Regions from separate parts of the Mus musculus genome. Here region 2 is linked to region 1. Evidence: chromatin contacts called from public HiChIP or PLAC-seq data. All regions are on one chromosome and are shown on one strand. Each heading gives the region's core, a stretch centred on a gene start, on an enhancer-like site or on the middle of the called end of the contact. The rest is flanking DNA. Distances are from core to core; before and after follow the strand shown. Region 1 holds the start of Tspan8 (tetraspanin 8). Region 2 holds the start of Ptprb (protein tyrosine phosphatase, receptor type, B).

Region 1 (3,685 bases), core at 745-3,244:
AGTGATATTATAAGTACATTAGTAAATGTAATTGTCTTTCGAGATTCATGCTAATGTATTGATAGATGAATGGTAACCCTAATGGTTTGTTCATAATTGTCTAAGCAAGTGACTGAGGCTACGCATGTATAGATTGGTTTCGTGGTTTTAGTGGCCAAGTAATAGAGCTAATTTTCCAAATTTGTCTTCATTTGTGAATGTTGGAAAGTTTGAAAAAAATCCAAAGCACACATTCATTTCTTCCTTTATATTCAGCCCTTGATGACTTTAATAATCCAAGAGAAGCAATATGTTTGATTACTTTTTAAATTTTTGTCATATATTCTTGAGTTTCAAAATATTTTCCTAGTTTCTAGTAATTTCAAAAACAGCCCCTTTTCATAGGAAAAGGAGACAAAGTATAAAAGAACAAAAATGTTTTTATTCTCTTGCTTATTTATACAAATAAATACTTATTTAACGAATTTAATTCACTATATGTCACCTTTATTCATTAGGGCTACTCGCCATTGAGTAGAAAGTCATTTCATACACAAAGTTATATTAGTTTACTTAAATCATTATTATTTTAATGCAATGAATGGATGAGAATAGATGTTTTCCCTCATCCTGACCTGTCTAGATCTCTATTAAGCCTTTTACAGAAAGCTAAGAAAGAAAATGAATGTATTGGACCGATACCAGCCATCTGTTAAAGGCCAAAAGGCTCAGACACAAAAACCAGAGCTCCTTATCCTTAATGCATAAACTACTTTCCAATCCAGAAACAATGGAACTGTTTTCTGTTGCAGCATCCTGAGACATTTCCACTACTTTACTTGTGAGCACCTCTAATTATACCATATGTGTACATGTTCTCTCCCAAATCCCCCCTCACCCCCTCAGATCATGACATTTGCTTTTTCAATGTTAAATAATGTTTTCAATGCCCTTGGGAGCCATCATCAGACTTAAGCAAGGCATAATTTGCAAGAAACAAACCCTGTTGTTTGAAAGGATGGGTTGACGACACACCAAAATACTGACTTCGAAATACTAATACCTAGTCACTGGTTTAGCTGAATCTTATGATTAAATACTCTTAACTGCTTCTCCAGGGACTATTTCTTTCTTCCTGGGGGCTCTGAAAATGATCCTCTCATGCATTTACCACCCTGCCACCCACTAGTCAGTCACCTGTTTCAAACCTAGATGTCAAAGGGAGGGAACCAGAAGCCATGCTGAATCAAACTGTTTTCTTTGGAGTCTTTAAACAGAGTGCTGATTGGCATCATAGAACTGAGAATAATTGTCCTTTAATTAAGGGATATTTCCCCCTGTGTTTAGTCTTGCAACAATATGAAAACATTCGGGAAATGTTTATCCTCAGAGAACTTGAATACACCAGGCGTTTTGTTTTGGTTTGGTTTGGTTTAGTTTGGTTTGGTTTGGTTTTTTGGAGTCATTGGCTTCTTTTCAGTTCCCCAAACAGCCAGCGACAAACCAATGTAAATATTTCAATGGAAAATGTCTTTTCCCCCTTATCCTCTAGCTCTATGTAAGTCTGTTCTCAGTGGTGATATTTATCTCAAGTCTTCTTTCCTGAACAAAACTGAGAATTAAAAGAAAACTACTTACCCAGAACAAGAAGTTGAAGAAAAACATAGAATACTTTAAACAGCTGCTCACACCTGCCATTTCGGAGAAGGGGCAGCCACCAAGTTACAGTGGAATGAAGAAGTCCGTAGAAGGCTGTCCTGCGTAGGCTCTGACGGATTTTGCCTGCAGAGATCCGTGTGCCTGCAGCTTCGGGGGTAGAAATAGAGAGCAAAGAAGTAGACAGAAGGAACAGAAAAAAAAGAAAAAAAAAAAAACCAACAGTTATTGGAGTGGATAAAAAATTAACCCACACCTTTAAATATCTCAAACGTTATCTTCAGGCGAGTACATTCTTTTCCTTCTTATGGCTGCTAAGGCATTAGGTCAGGATATTTATGATGGCTTCTCAAAGCCCGCTCCCTCTAGAGTAAACAGATATCAAGTTATGGGAGTGGCTGGGGCAGAGGTGGAGAATGGCACAGCGAGATAGTAGGTGGATAGGCTGGCTGGCTGGCTGGCTGGCTGGTGTGGCTGCCCTCTCTTCTAACCCTGCGGAAATCGGCTGCCAGGCTCTCAAGTAAATGGGCCTTGTGTCTCACTTCGATTTGCATCCCCCCCCCCTTTTTTTAATTGATAGGAGCACAAAGTTCCTTTCAGCAATAGGTATTTGGAAACCTGCAAAGCATCCGGACTTAAGTTACCATAACTTCTTCTCCTCAACTTCAAATGAACAAGGAAACAAACATTAATTAGCCAAGTGTCTTGTTTGGTTGTTGTGTTGTTGTTGTTGTTGTTGTTCTTTCAAAGAAATCCCAAGGAGCTCCCTTAAATGCCTGCCACTTCCAATCATTAAAGGGGAAGTGGCCTGCCTTTGCGTGATCTCGTAAGAGCATTCATTCGGGGGTTTATTTTTATCTTTGTGTGAAAAGAAAAAAAAAAAAAAAAAAACAGGAAGGAAGGAAACTCTGAGGAGCTGCCCCTTTGTGTTTACTTATGACTCAGTAACCAGGCCTGATAGCTGGGTTTGTTTTTAAGGTAGACTCAGGTTTCTCTCTTCTGAGAAATGACCTACAGCAACAGTTCCACTCTAACTCCGTTTCTGGGTTCTGGGCAGCTGACAAAGAAAATTCCTTTGGGAACGCACTCGTGGACTACTGAAAGCTGCCCATTCAGCTGCTTCTGGTGCTACTGGGATGTTGCCTCCGCCAGGTAAATGCACCATTCTGCCATCTATTCGGGCAGAGGAAACGACCTGGGCCTTGGGTCTTTTCTTTTATACCACTCAGAGGGCCTCCCTCGCCCCCTAAGTAAAACAATTGCATACTTCAAGGGTCTGTTAGGAAAACAATTCCCTAAAAACTTCATTAAATACAATTAAAACAAGTGACTGGGGTCTCTCTCTCTCTCTCTCTCACACACACACACACACACACACACACATCTTTCTAATTTTCACCAATATCTGCCTTTACTTTGTAACTGTTAAAATACATTTCTGATGCATTATTAGCAATAACATTAAATGTAATAGGTGAGAGCTAGGATTAGTTCGCCAAGTAATACTGAACGTGAGAAGCTCATGGATCAGTAGGACAATGAGCTTCAGGAATCTGTTCCTGCCCACTGCAGCCCTGGGCCCACCAACGTATACCGTCGGCCTCTCCTGTCTTTGACTTAGATGCTGGACTCCAGACACTTTCCTGTCTGAGCCCTCATCTCCTCAGCCCATGGCCATTATGATCTGAGTCAACCTCTACCCCTTGATACATTCAGTTCTTAGTGTCTCTCTCCTATTGGACCATTTATGTCTGAAAAGCAGAGATCCTGGCCCGTTGCCCTGACTAGTCATAGCATCTAACATTGGAGATAAAGGCACACAGATCTGCAAAAGAAGAGCCCCAGGACCTTCAATCCAGGCTTCTTCCTTGAGCTTCCTGGCGAACTCTGAGTGTGGTATCCAAACAGCAATCCCATTTCTATATTTTAAACCTTTCTGGACTCTTTTAACTTCCCAATATATCAGGGCGATATCCGGCCATGCACAAACGCACGCAGCCGCAGCCATAGAATATCCTTCCAGAAAGATATCTTGAATCAGTATCACAGA
Region 2 (3,429 bases), core at 713-3,212, 480 kb before region 1:
AGAAGTAGGGCTGAAGCATAGTCCAGTCTTTCATTTCACAGGTTAGAAAAGTAGTGGTGGCGCACGCCTTTAATCCCAGCTCTTGGGAGGCAGAGGCAGGCGGATTTCTGAGTTCAAGGCCAGCCTGGTCTACAGAGTGAGTTTCAGGATAGCCAGGGCTACGCAGAAAAACCCTGTATTGGAAAATAAGAAAAAAAGAAAGAAAGGAAGAAAAAAGAAGAAGAAGAAGAAGAAGAAGAAAAAAGAAAGAAAGAGAATGGGACATGTGTGTGGAGGGGCACAGACTCTTAGCATCCACACACAGAAGGAATAGCCACACATGGAAGGAGTAGCTGAGAAAATCACAGACCCCAAGTTCAGAGCAACAAAAAAATATTCTCTACTGTTTTGTAATTCAAAAAATACAGAATCTTTTTTTTTTTTTTTGCACCCTCATTTCAAGGGGCTTTTCCAACTTTCCCTATCCTATTCCTGATGATTTTATGTCCTGGTTCACGCCTTATACATATAACCAGGCATATCCTTAATCACCAAAACTTATTTATTCTCAAAACAGTTACTTAAAATGATCTGACGTCTGACAATTTAATGTAATGGAAGCTCAAACTACATCAATTTAAAAAATTCCCTCTGCTGCCCTCCCCTCTCCCCCTGAGTCCCCCCTCCCCCTTTCCAGGTGCCGTTCATTCAGCTGCTGTTTAGAGCTTGCTTGACTCTTTAAGAGTCAAGCAAGCTACACTGATCAGAACTCAGCCAACTAGAAGTCATGGTCCAATATCATCACAGGTTATTCCTCTCTCTAAATATATATATAAATTTGATATAATACATAAAATATATAAATAAGTATATATATCCTTTTTAAATGCCTACAGATCAAAGGAAAGTTTCGGTAGGAAAAGTCAAGGCTCGGCGTAGAGCAGTCTGGCCGACCATTACACCTGTGAACTTTACCTGTCTGTAAGACCAGAGTGCTCTCTTCTCCATCCAGAGAAACAATCCTGAAGTTATAGACGGTCCCTGCTTGTAAATCCTTGGGGTTACATCCGTAGGTAAAGTTGTCTATCCGAATAGGATGGCACCACATGGGCCCCGAGGTATCACTGCTGTAGATGAGGCTAAAGTTACAGGGTGACGCGAAAGTCCTCCACTGGATAGACGCTGACAAGCTAGAGACCCTGGACTCCAACAGTGTGAAGTTACATTTCACTTGCTCTGCCACTCCAGTCTGTAAAAGAATCAGAGAGCACAGATTAAGTCCATAGCCTGCACTGCCTAGAGATGTCCGCAGCAAGCTCCCCAAGTCACCTGTCCTCACCCCTGGAGTCCAGCTACAGCTGGCCTCTCATCCTCCAGTCCAGGAAAGGGCCCACGGGGAAAGTGGCTGGCAGGAGACTTTCACCCTAGTTGTCCCACCTCCCCCAGGAACAGCTGCAGACACAGGTTGCTTTCTTGACAGCAGGGAGAGCTGTCAGTTTGGTAATGGTAGGGTTTCAGAGAGGGTGGATAGATGGCTGTCCCATAGATAGGAGGGAAGGAGCAAGAGATTTCTGTCCCTTTTTTCCTAGCAGCTCAGCCCCGGAGGCCAGCAACAGGACATATTCAGTTCTTGGCTGGGGTGGAGCATCATCCCCAGACCTTGCTCTGCCTGCTTACCTGCACGACGCTCAGTGTTATCCACAAGGCCGTTAGGGCTCCATGCCTCAGCATCTCGCTGGGAGGCCAGCCAGGGCACTTCTGGGTACCACTTGTTGAGCGCTCAGCGCGCCCTGCGGGCGGGCGCAGCGCGCTACCCTCGGGGCTGGCGATGCTCAAGGGCCGTGGCAGCCGCTGCTTCTGCTGCCGCCCCGGGCGGGCAGCGGACACGACAGGCGGCGGGGACCCGCGGCGCGCGGCCCTTCCCACGCTGCCATTCTGACCCGCGCTGCCTCGCCCCCAAAGCCCCGTCCGGGACTTCCGCAATCAAAAGGCAATTTCCTTGTCTCCCGGCAAAGGAACAATGCTCGGGAGAGGGAGGGAGCCCTGAGGAGCCAACGCCTGAGGCTGCCAAGGGGGCCTGAGGCCAGCCAAGCTGCCACCCCTCCCGCCCCCTCTGCCGCCACCCCAGCCCCCCCAGCCAAGAATCCCTTCCTGGGCCGCAAAGTCTTGCTTTCACCTCCTCCTTCACTCTCACTTTTTCCTTCTCAGTGGTCCTTGACCCTATCCTACAACCAGTAAATAGTGCTTGAGCCCTCTCGCTTTTCAGCCCCCCCTCCCTTCTGCACACCCAGAGCCCCCCTCTCTATCTTCCTTCCTATCTTTCTCCAGGACCTCTTTTTTCCCAGGCTTAAACTTGACCCGAGCACATTTCCCTGGGTCGCCCACACTCTTTCCTGAAGCCTTTTATTAGAGGGCTTTAGTCCTTCTCACCTCAAAACACTCATTTGTCACGATGTGTATCCTCTTGACATCAGCCAGAGAGAAAAGACCCGCCAAGAGCCAGCCCATCAACAGGAGCGCCATCTCTCCAGCCACTTGCCCGTTTCTGTACCACAGGTCTGTGTGTTCCCTAAATCTCAGGCAAATACTGTGAAGCTACAACAAAATATCCATCACCTATGTGCTTTAGCCCCTGCAGGCAATCCCACCACTGACCATCCAGAAGGGCATGCCATGCCCCACCTGAGAGAAGAAGGCAATTATCAGCTCAGTTCACTGGGAAACACTCCAGGACCCCAGCTTCTTTCTACGCCTTCCAAAGCAGCTGTGGTGTTTTCCACACTAACTGCAAGCGCATTAGAAACTGTCCCATACCCTGTAGAAATGTGTCTAGAAGTGGGTCCTAGAAATAACTCCATCCGAGCAGCAAAAGTGCTTAATGGAATGTAGGTAAGAATAGCGAAACATCGCAGCCACTTTCATAGTTGTAAGGTTTTGGGTGCATAACCCTACTGAAGTAACCAAGACAAGGCAGTCATGTTCGGATTCCATTTACTGTTTGCTTAAGATAGTTCTTATCCCCCCCTCCCCCCGCACGTCCTCCACCCCCATAATTGTCATGTCTGCCTTGGCAACATAGTTGAGATTTCCATACCTCGACTTTGGTCCAGATGTATTGAGCAAAATAGTTGGCAAGTTGTAACTAAAATGACCTCTATGCTCTGGCAGGAAGGAACATTTTGAGGTTCTCTTATCCTCTTCTAACTTTGACATATCTTTGTGGTTTTTGCCTTTTAAAAATGCTATATCCCTGAGCTTGAAACATTCAAGAGGTGTGTGAGCCTGCTCTTGGCCTGACCATTAATAAGCACTCAAAAGTTTTAATTGGTGTAATCAGGGTGGTTGTCAATAACTATCTTGCATGGATTGTTATACTATATTTCAAATCACTAGGAGGAATAAGACATAAATCCCCCCCCCCCACACACACACATATATTACAGAGTAGAT

The links. HiChIP or PLAC-seq counts read pairs in DNA pulled down with a chosen protein or histone mark.
Region 2: a contact with region 1 is called in a FOXA1 HiChIP or PLAC-seq map of pancreatic cancer cells. The contact joins the promoter of Ptprb here to the promoter of Tspan8 in region 1. A contact is called at or near these places in 1 of 484 Hi-C or Micro-C datasets (pancreatic cancer cells) and 1 of 115 datasets of contacts at active chromatin or transcription factors (pancreatic cancer cells).

Annotation. Positions count from the first base shown.
Region 1 is chr10:115,815,593-115,819,277 of GRCm38.p6, reverse strand. Tspan8 (tetraspanin 8) reads right to left here and starts at 1,994. Exons shown (of 8, transcript NM_146010.2): 1 at 1,618-1,994. The coding sequence starts at 1,677.
Region 2 is chr10:116,299,907-116,303,335 of GRCm38.p6, reverse strand. Ptprb (protein tyrosine phosphatase, receptor type, B) reads right to left here and starts at 1,962. Exons shown (of 32, transcript NM_029928.2): 1 at 1,657-1,962; 2 at 955-1,228. The coding sequence starts at 1,710.